Linked DNA regions of Gossypium hirsutum: all the other regions are linked to region 1. A link is a contact called in public Hi-C data. All regions are on one chromosome and are shown on one strand. The core of a region is the stretch at or near the end of the contact, and the rest is flanking DNA. Distances in the headings are between cores, read along the strand shown.

Region 1 (3,364 bases), core at 322-2,821:
ATAATCTTACATTCTTGTAATTTTATTATTAAACGTAATCTAGGATTTGATGAACCAAACGCACCCTTATTATTTATTCTAATATAATTTTTAATATTTATTGAGCATTATGTATATTTATTTAAAATTAAAATATAATTTTTAATATTTATTAGTTAAATATTTAAATATAATTAAAAAATTCAATTAATTAATCAGTCATAAAATTAACCTTTTATAAATAACAGAGAAAAAACAAGACAATTTTGTTTCATAATTAAGTGAAAATATATACTGATTAATGTAAATAATATTATTAAGTCATTTTTGAATTAAGAATAACTATAAAATTGAAAGGGCTAGATTAGTAAATAAAAGAAAGTAGAAAGCCTTATAAAAATAAATAATACGAAGGGGTTTATGCTGCAAATAACCCCTCTGTTTATCTTCTAGTGCCAATTTTCAATACTTTAATATATATTAGTTTGCATATATTTCAAATAATTCAGTAATTTCTTATAAATTTTGTGAATGTTGATGAATCAATTAAATGTTTTATAATATTGGAAATTGAAAGTTTAGAATTCAATTGGTAGCATCTTTAAAGTCCCACCTACTTTATTTGTGAAATTGTATTATCAATATAGTAATAGAAAATGTTTAATTATGTGGTTCATTACTTACTTTCCAATGCATATTTGTTGTGACAATATGGGAGGAATTACTTTCCTTCAATAAAATGAAGTAAATGGATAGGAATAGCCACCGGAGTAGGGCGACGACGGCTAAGTCAAGTGAAGAGGAAACAATAAACTACTTTACTTACCCACGTAGAAATCTAAAAATTATTAGATTTTCATTACCCATTTAACAGTAGACTACAAAATCAAATTTTGAAAAAAATTTAATGATTAAATTGAGAATTTTTATAGTTGTGTGAACAAAAAAGAATCACCTACATAATTAGGTATTAGTTTAACTTTTTTTTTTGTTTAATTTATGATTTCACACTTGTACTATCTCCATTCTCCTAATATGTCTCTGAACTTGTTAGGACTGATTTACTTTTTGTTCAAACACCTATTTAAACATCTCTTCAAACAACACCTTTGAGACACCTATCCGAGATATTGACTTTTTTACTTGAGCCTTCACCGCTATTTTCTCCATAAGCAAATGAGTGTTGCATTTCAATGTTTCAATCTGAATAATTAAACCTTATTTTAAAGATTCTTCTAAAAAGAACTGATTTATGTGTGAAATCAAAAAGCTTAAACTTTCTAGTACCATCTTACGTGAAGGATGCATGTGCAAGCATTCCAATTATGGTAATTAGGTCTTCAATTTTTGCACCACTCTTTGACTAAAACAAAATTAAGAACTGCCCATGTGTGAGCCACATGGCCTTCAAATTTCGGAGTCTTAGGAACAAAACCAAACATGTCTTAAATAGTAATAATAAAAGTTGTGAGGTTTGAATTTTAATTGCAGAAAAATGGGGTTAATGAGAAATGGACTGCATTCATTTATTGTGGGCCCCCACTCTTCACTCTTCCGGTTCCTCAATAAGTACCCCCCCAACTTTCTTCCCGCTTTCCATTCGCCCCAAAGTTAACGAATCACCCTTTCTTTCTTTTACCTCATAATTTCCTCTTTAAATAAAACAATGGCTGTTGACGCTTCTTCTTCTTCCTTGACACTGCTATGCTTTGCTTCATTGATGTGCCTTTTTGGCATGGTGAATGCAAGAATCCCTGGAGTTTACACTGGTGGCTCTTGGGAATCTGCCCATGCTACTTTTTATGGTGGCAGTGATGCTTCTGGAACTATGGGTATTTCTTTCTTTCTATTAATCTTATAACATTTAATATTTTGTTTTACTTCTAGTGCAAAGCGGTAAAAAAATAACCCATTTTGTTAACATGCATTTTCCAACAAAATCTCTGTTTCGTCTTCTTTTTTTTTATTTTATTGCATTGCATTATTTTCTTCATGTCCATTAAAATGCCTTCAATTGTTTCCCTTTTTTGTTTGTTAAGGCGGTGCATGTGGGTATGGGAATCTGTACAGCCAAGGGTATGGCGTGAACACTGCAGCATTAAGCACAGCCATTTTCAACAATGGGCTAAGCTGCGGAGCTTGCTTTGAGATCAAGTGCACGGATGACCCAAGATGGTGCCACCCAGGCAACCCTTCCATTTTTATTACTGCTACTAACTTTTGCCCTCCTAACTATGCTCTCCCAAGTGATAATGGCGGCTGGTGTAACCCTCCTCGCCCTCACTTTGACCTTGCCATGCCTATGTTCCTTAAGATCGCCGAGTACCGTGCTGGTATTGTCCCCGTTTCCTTCCGCAGGTCAGTCTCCCTCATTACTCTTCCATTTATTAGTATTTTTACGAAGAGAAGGGTGGTGAAATGTGTATACATTTAGGAACCAAACACAGTATTGTTTTTAATTAAAATAACTTTTTACGTACTTCCTTGGGAAAGGCAAAAGGAGGGCCTCAAAAGAATCGCCCTTTATGACCTCATTATCTCGGGGTCTGTTGAGATTTTGAGAATCAATCCAGAATTTAATATCCTTTACCCACACTTAGATCCAACGGTTTTCCTGTGACGCCTGGAATGACCCAAACACCCCTCCTCTCTCGATTCCCAATGATTACCAGGGCAGTACTGTAAATTTGGGGATCACCAAGATTTTCCGCCCATTCAGACATCCTCCTTAAACGACAAAATTGACGACATACCATCATTAATGCAGGAAAAAAGGGCTTTCAATTTATGTAATTTCCACAAACACCCTTCTTATTAAATTATTGATTGATTGACAGAGTGCCATGCCGAAAGCAAGGTGGAATTAGATTCACTATCAACGGATTCCGTTATTTCAACTTGGTTTTGGTCACCAACGTGGCGGGTGCGGGGGATATTGTGAAGGTGAGCGTGAAAGGAACCAACACCGGTTGGTTGAGCATGAGCCGTAACTGGGGTCAGAACTGGCAGTCCAACGCCGTTTTGGTAGGCCAACAACTCTCGTTTAGAGTGACGGGCAGTGATAGAAGAACCTCCACCTCCTGGAACGTGGCACCAGCTAATTGGCAGTTCGGACAAACCTTCACCGCAAAGAATTTCCGTGTTTGATTTTAAACACACTTCTTTCCCCTTTTAATTTTTATTACCACTTCTTCAATTTAACTTTCTCTTTCCTGCCCTTCAATTTTCCTTTATTTTCTCGGGAAAATTTGAAGTGGCGGGTGGGTAAAAATGGGCTTTTGGGTAGGACTTTACGGAAAAGAAAAATAGATAGCAAAGTCACCAAGTGACCATTGTGTGTGTTGTTGGATTTGAGTCATGAGTGTTGCATTTTGTAGTTCTTTTG
Region 2 (3,364 bases), core at 593-3,092, 390 kb after region 1:
GCCAAAATGATTAAAACCAAATGGCATCATTTTCTAAGGAGGAACAATACATAATACAAGTATGATATATGGAGATTGAAACTGAACCTGTAGTTGGACAACATCATGGTAGAAATTACTCATGGTGCGATTTCCAAGAATATCTGGCCTGCAATGTAGAGAATACAAAATAAACTAACATATACAGTCAAGACTCAAGACTAACTTCAATTAGGATGCATTACCTTGGATCATACAGACAAACGAAGCAATACACATTATTAAATACATAAAAGTATATACATATATGATGTAGTTTTATATCCACACATTATAGAACATTATGACCAGTTAAAGAATTAGCTTAAATTTTAAAATGCATTGATCTTGTACCAACAAAAAAAGAACATACTCATCAAGGAAAAAACCTGCATCAGCAAGACACTTGACAGTGGCATCCTTTGGCAGATGCGCTCGAAAGTCATCACAATGTATAAGAGTTGCCAAACCTCCAGCAGAGCATCCTGTAAGAAGTGCCTGCAAAGTCCACAAATCCATCACCTTGCAACTATCAACTGAACGATAACGATATTGAAAAAGAGTGAACAATGTCGTTATTTACAATTTCACTTTTAAATATGAAACTGTAAAAAAAGCATCAGTGTAGTAGCTACCTACCTGTTTGGCCTTAGACAAGCCAAGTGATAAGAGTTCACTCATAATTGCTTCCCAAATGAGTTGGCCCCTGAGGAAAAGCTTAGTTCCATTCTAAGGAAAAAAACCCGAAAAATTAAACCATATTTTTAAAGCAAATAATTATTTCAGTAAAAAAAAATAACAAATAAAAAAAAAAAACAAATTTACCTTGAACTCACTTTCAGGGTGGCCAGCTAAAGATGCACCATCACAGTAACGCATCTTAACAATGTTCCAATTGTAAAAATCTGAAGAAAATAAAAATTACCCATTTTGAAAGCACACTCTTTAAACAGCATAAGTTATCCAAAAAAAGAAAAAGGAAACTAATGATGCAAAAAGTATACCAGGATTTTGCGAAGATTGATGGCTTAAAATCCCATCGAATGGAATTAGGGGATCCATGTACTTAGAGGAACCCAAAGCTGTTCTTTTTCGAATCTCGCATGTTTCTATTGAATTACACCAACCTCCACCCTATAAATCAAACAAGTAAAATTCGAAAACCAAGTTAAATTCTTGTAAAACCCCAAAAGGAAAAGGGAAAAGTAAAGAAATTACCTCAATGTGGAGAAGCCAATTGTTAGAGCCAGAACCAAAGCCCTTCTGAAAATGGTATCCAGGTAAACTTCCATCTAAACAAACTGCAAAAAAGAATTAATCGAAAAGTCAATGCTAATAATTAAATTTGATAAGAGACCCAAAATTAAAAGTTTGAATCTTGGAGGATACAAGCGCCTGTAGCTTTGGCTCTGTGAAGCAAAGTCAAAGGAATGAGATGGTGGTTGGAGGGGAGATTGAAGGTAGAGGAGGAGGAGGAGGACGTGGGGTTTCGAGAATCAAAGAGGAGAGTGAGAGCGAAGAGGATGATAGTGAATCCCACGGCTGCGATCGCCCAATCCTTCTTCGCCCACTTTCTCCACCCACGAAGCCTAGGATTTGCCATTGCTTCAAAGCTCCAAAAAAACAAATTGCAGTGGAGAGTTAGGTATTTCGTTTGTTTGTCTTTATTGTAACAAAACGAATGGATTACTAGACTCACAAGTGGAAAGCACAACAAGCCCATACTGCGTCCTTTGATAGATCTCTAAACTACATGAATTTTAGTTCATATCAAAATTTCATATTTTTAAAACATGTTTTAACTCTGACGTGTGAAATTTATCATTTTCTAACATGTTTTTGTATCATATTCAAAATTTTCGTGCCCAAAAATTATGCCACAATATCAATTAAACCATCTGAAAATAATATTGGGAAGTTATGAATGACAAGAAAAATGGGAAAACTGCATGAATCCTAAAGTATGTGTACCATTACCAACATCATTTGGTTACATGACTGCAAATCAAACATGAAAGATCCATTTGCTTGACATGAATGAAATTACAATCGTTTGTAAAGGTTAAATCTGACACCAATACACACGATCCAGTATAAAATTCTAAAATTAGCAAACCTGTGCGAGTCACAGTATCATAAGGTTTTGGTATTTCCTATCTACCATATGAACCTTTGGATCATGGGTTCATGTTCCCAGTGGAACGGCCAAAACGAACATTCTCATCATAAAGATATTAAGGACTGTATATAGAATACCCGTCAGAAGCCAGCTTTGGCTGTTGTTAATGCTGGAATGAAGCATGACCTGCTGTGAAATGCAGAGGAGCCGCAAAAAGAGAGAAATGAGACTAAAATACATTATTTGAGCAAATTTTGGAGAAACTGCATGAGCTTCTTTCACACCTGTGACATTAAGTGGCAGAAAGAGAAAGAAGAAACAAAAGAAAGGAGGTAAAGGAAACAAATAGTATGGTAAAGTGAATAATACCTAGAACTACACTCCCATTCCAAAAGAGAAAAGAAACAAATGTCAGCAACACGAAGAAGAAAGGGCTAACGGAGACCGAAAGCTTCCACTTTATGTGTCATGAAGTCAAAACAATGGCTGAAATCTCATAAAGCAGACCTGAATTATAATGTCAATAGGATGTCACATTAGCATAAATGATCTCTTCTCTGGCAAAGAGTAATTCCTTAAACCTTATGAACATGGTTGAAGAGAAAGTCTATAACAAAATAATTTAGTTATTTTTGCAAATTATTTCACTAAAGCCAAGATCAAAGATGTTAAAGTTACCTGAGGTTTGAGAGGCTGAAGAGGTGTTTGTCGAGTTTGTCCAGTAAAAAGACTGTTTATTAGCCTCTGCATTTCCCATGGATTTCCTTTTCCTCAAGTTTGATCTCACATTGACACTGGTATAAGGGTTGACAAACTGCTACCCTTGTTTGATGCCTTCAAATTATCTACTAACACACGATTTCTTTGATGTGCCAGAGTGATATCACTGACCCCAGAGTATGCAACAAAAAGCATCCATATAATAATATTTTCTGTTGAATAACAACAGGCAAGGCCTCAAGCTACAAGAACATAGCTGAAATGAGTAAAAACCTACAGGAAACAACAAAGAAGAAAGGTACAAAAACATTTAGTTAAATATGATCTATCCCAAAATTGTTTGATTTGATTGTCCTAATTATTGGCACTCTCTTAGCCATGTATATCAAGATTACGAAGTAAGAAACCTCAGGAATAGCTTGCATTCAGTTTTCCATATGCAGTCCGAAACATAGCAAGGTAACCTTTTCCCCAGGCAGCTTGTGAAATATCATCCAGGAAATTTTC
Region 3 (3,364 bases), core at 412-2,911, 320 kb before region 1:
GCAAATTGATTGAAAGACAAGTATGTCGTCTATAATCCAATTAGGGAGTTGACTGGATTGACAGTACATCGGACAGAACCAAGTGTAACAGATCATGAATCTGTTTATGGATTTAATCACTTGTGATGTTCAAAGTGTGCCATACCTTAACCCAAAGTGGATGGTGGACTATATATGCATGACTTGTATACTTTGATATAAGTAGAAGCCTGAGTTCAAATAGATAAGGAATCAAAAGTTGGTGTATTGGGACTTTTGCAGTATGTAGCATCATTCACAATAGTGGAACTCATAGCCCAAGGAATGGGTAAATGATATCCTCTCATTGGTATTACATGATAGATGAAAAGCAAACGTGGTCACGGGTCATTTGTCTTTATGATGGATGACTTAATTACTATTTGATAGTAATTACTTTTCATGAAGGAAGATGTAATGATTACCATGAAATAAAATAGGGTTATATTGGAAGAATGTATTTATCCTAAAGAGATTAAGAATATCATATGAGGGTAACACACTTATGATAACATTATTGGATGAGCACTGGTCGAGTAACTTTTGTAATGTTATGTAATTGGGGAGAGCCCAGCTACAATACTATAGTGAAATAACTTTGTGGCTGAGCCCGAAATTACCAATTAGATATCTAGTGATTTTCAGTTAATGATTATTTTAAGAGATTTCAAATAATCATCTTCTTTTAGAGAGAATATCATTTTATGGCAATCCTTTAATAATTGTTATATGTGATTGTGTGCATTCAAAACATGTTTTTGAATAAAAGGAAAGGATATTAATCTTTAATCCTTACATTCAAGTCGTTTTGAATAGAAACAAAAAGGACTTGTCAAAATAGAAACACAGCTAACTTTGTGTGATTTCAATTTTTGAGCAAAAATTCTTGAAATAGGTTTTTTAGGGGATTTTTCCGGTCGTAGTTGTCGGGTGGATCACGTAGAAACGTAGAGGCTAGGACTCTTTCATTGCAACTAAGGGTTGTGACATCGTGAGAGGAATCAACCCCATACCAATGCAGTTTTAGAGCGTTTAGAATATAATTTCAATCTTTCTCAACCCGTATCCGTTCTTGTACATGAATATTCATAAATTATTATCGCCGAAATTATTTTTCCTTTGCGACATAGGGTGTCTCAACGTTCCAACAGTTTCTAAGTAAGGAGCAAATAGATTAACACTTGGAGCTCGAAAGGGGCTTGCCTCTATTGACAATGACACATCGAAAAGTACATAAGTTGTAGTGTTTAACAATGTATAATTCTCCTCTGCCGTCCATAAAAGAAGAAAACGGAAAAACCCAAATTCAGTATGACAACTGACCTAAACTACTAAAATGGTATAGCTATTGTCTAATATCCATAACTCCAGATATCTTGAGGTGAAAATTTTCGTTTTATCGAACGGATCCCAAATGCATAGGGGGAGAAAGCCTTAGTAAACTAATATCCCATCCATGTAAATTACATTATAATAAAACCAAATTTCGGGTTAATACAATATCTAATTAGGAATCTTTCTTTTAGGGGAAGAGTAATATCCACTAGAGCTAACGGTTAAAAAATTAGCAAGGGCGGCTAACTTAAGCAGTAGACTATAAATAGGAAGAAAATGTGCCAGGGTCTCCACAATACGGGAAACCATGGGTTCAAATGGAACCTTTCTAGACAATGAAGAGGCACCCACTTATGCTCCATCAATTCCAGTTCCTAATGTTCAAGAGCTGGTGAGGAAGGATCCTTTTCAGGTTCCACAAAGATATGTTAGGAAAGTGGAAGATAGGCCAAAAGATACTGATACGTCATATCTTTCTTCATTTATTCCTGTCATTGATTTGTCTTTGCTGTTAATGGGAAACAATGAGGAGCTAAACAAACTGGATCTGGCTTGCCGAGAATGGGGTTTCTTTCAGGTATGTATTGTTAGTGAAAGAATATGAAGGGTAGGGTGTAAAAAATGAACAATATTTCAAGTATGACAAAGAAAAGTTGGCCGCCTTTTTAGAGTTACAATTGATGGAATTTTGGCAGGTGGTAAATCATGGAGTTGCAAAGCAAGTATCGCAGAAAATGAAGGATGCTGCAGCCGAGTTTTTTAAGCTTTCACTAGAAGAGAAAAACAAGTATGCCATGCCCTCAGACGACATACAAGGGTATGGGCATGCATATGTCGTTTCCGAAGATCAAATACTGGACTGGTCGGATGCACTCATACTTTTGGTTCACCCCTCACATTATAGGAAGCTCAAGTTTTGGCCCAATTCACCAAAAGGGATCCAGTATGTATTCAGATGATATGGCCGAATCATAGCACTTGCATTTTCCAGTTGTATTTGCGCTATGTTAATTCAAATATATTGTCATATAGGGAAATCATAAAAGAATATTCAAATGCAATCCGAAAAGTTGCAACTGAGCTCTTTCAATCATTTTCTCTGATCATGGGAATGGACAAGGAAGCTCTGCTTGGACTGCATAAACAATTGGTGCAAGCTTACCGAGTGAACTACTACCCTCCCTGCTCCAAACCTGACCAAGTACTAGGTGTTAGCCCACATTCAGACACAAGCACTATAACCATACTTATGCAGGAAGATGATGTGTGTGGATTGCAGATTAAGAATAACAACGAGTGGGTTCCGGTTAATCCAATCCCAGATGCACTGGTGGTGAATGTCGGCGATGTCTTTGAGGTAAATAAAACATGTTTTCATTGGTGTTGGTGTAAGCAAAGACAAAATTTGAGCTGACTTTTTTATTATTTTACTTGTGTGTCAGATATGGAGTAATGGCAAGTACAAGAGTGTTGAGCAAAGAGCAGTTGCAAATTATAGTAAGGCAAGAATTTCTTATGCATCATTCCTGTTTCCGCACGATGAGGTAGAGATTGAGCCCCCAAGTCACATGGTCGACTCAAAAACAAAACAGCAGCTTTATAAAAAAGTGAGATATGGGGAGTATTTGAGAAGCTCCATGAATAAAAAAATGGAGGGCAAAGCACATACCCAGATGGCTAAGATTGAAGGTTAAGAAAGTCAAATATGGGGAGTTTTGAGGACCAAGGCACACACCAGATGCATAGATTCAAACTCTCGCTTTAGTTTCTGTTCCATTTTTATAGAAAAGATCAATAACAGTAACCATCAAAGAGCAGTTTTTGTTCATTTCACCAAATGATACTTCACCGCTATTGTTGCCTCAAGTATCCATATCTTAATTAAAAAGAAACGGTCTAGAATTAGAATTTATCCCATACTTGAATGAACAACCAAAAAAAATAAGAAAGACACGAGTATTTACATGTCACTAATATTTTTTCCATTAAGCCAAAGGAGAATATACATACC

Evidence for each region. A called contact is a pair of places that touch in the nucleus more often than the background predicts.
Region 2: a Hi-C map of leaf shows a contact between it and region 1, with 2.3 times the contacts expected there. The contact joins the promoter of LOC107948895 here to the promoter of LOC107948911 in region 1. A contact is called at or near these places in 12 of 34 Hi-C or Micro-C datasets (callus, hypocotyl, leaf and 1 more).
Region 3: a Hi-C map of leaf shows a contact between it and region 1, with 3 times the contacts expected there. The contact joins the promoter of LOC107948888 here to the promoter of LOC107948911 in region 1. A contact is called at or near these places in 8 of 34 Hi-C or Micro-C datasets (callus and leaf).

Annotation. Positions count from the first base shown.
Region 1 is chrA04:73,175,257-73,178,620 of Gossypium_hirsutum_v2.1, reverse strand. It overlaps LOC107948911 (expansin-A6), which reads left to right and starts at 1,571. Exons shown (of 3, transcript XM_016883572.2): 1 at 1,571-1,811; 2 at 2,019-2,337; 3 at 2,817-3,364. The coding sequence starts at 1,646. The coding sequence ends at 3,126.
Region 2 is chrA04:72,782,106-72,785,469 of Gossypium_hirsutum_v2.1, reverse strand. It overlaps LOC107948895 (pectin acetylesterase 5), which reads right to left and starts at 1,842. Exons shown (of 13, transcript XM_016883556.2): 1 at 1,718-1,842; 2 at 1,408-1,631; 3 at 1,237-1,319; 4 at 1,023-1,152; 5 at 844-923; 6 at 658-747; 7 at 392-516; 8 at 88-148. The coding sequence starts at 1,621. It also overlaps the pseudogene LOC107948044.
Region 3 is chrA04:73,492,138-73,495,501 of Gossypium_hirsutum_v2.1, reverse strand. LOC107948888 (protein SRG1) reads left to right here and starts at 1,661. Exons shown (of 4, transcript XM_016883546.2): 1 at 1,661-1,930; 2 at 2,049-2,296; 3 at 2,386-2,710; 4 at 2,796-3,277. The coding sequence starts at 1,661. The coding sequence ends at 3,047. LOC107948887 (hsp70 nucleotide exchange factor fes1) reads right to left here. Exons shown (of 6, transcript XM_016883545.2): 6 at 3,313-3,364.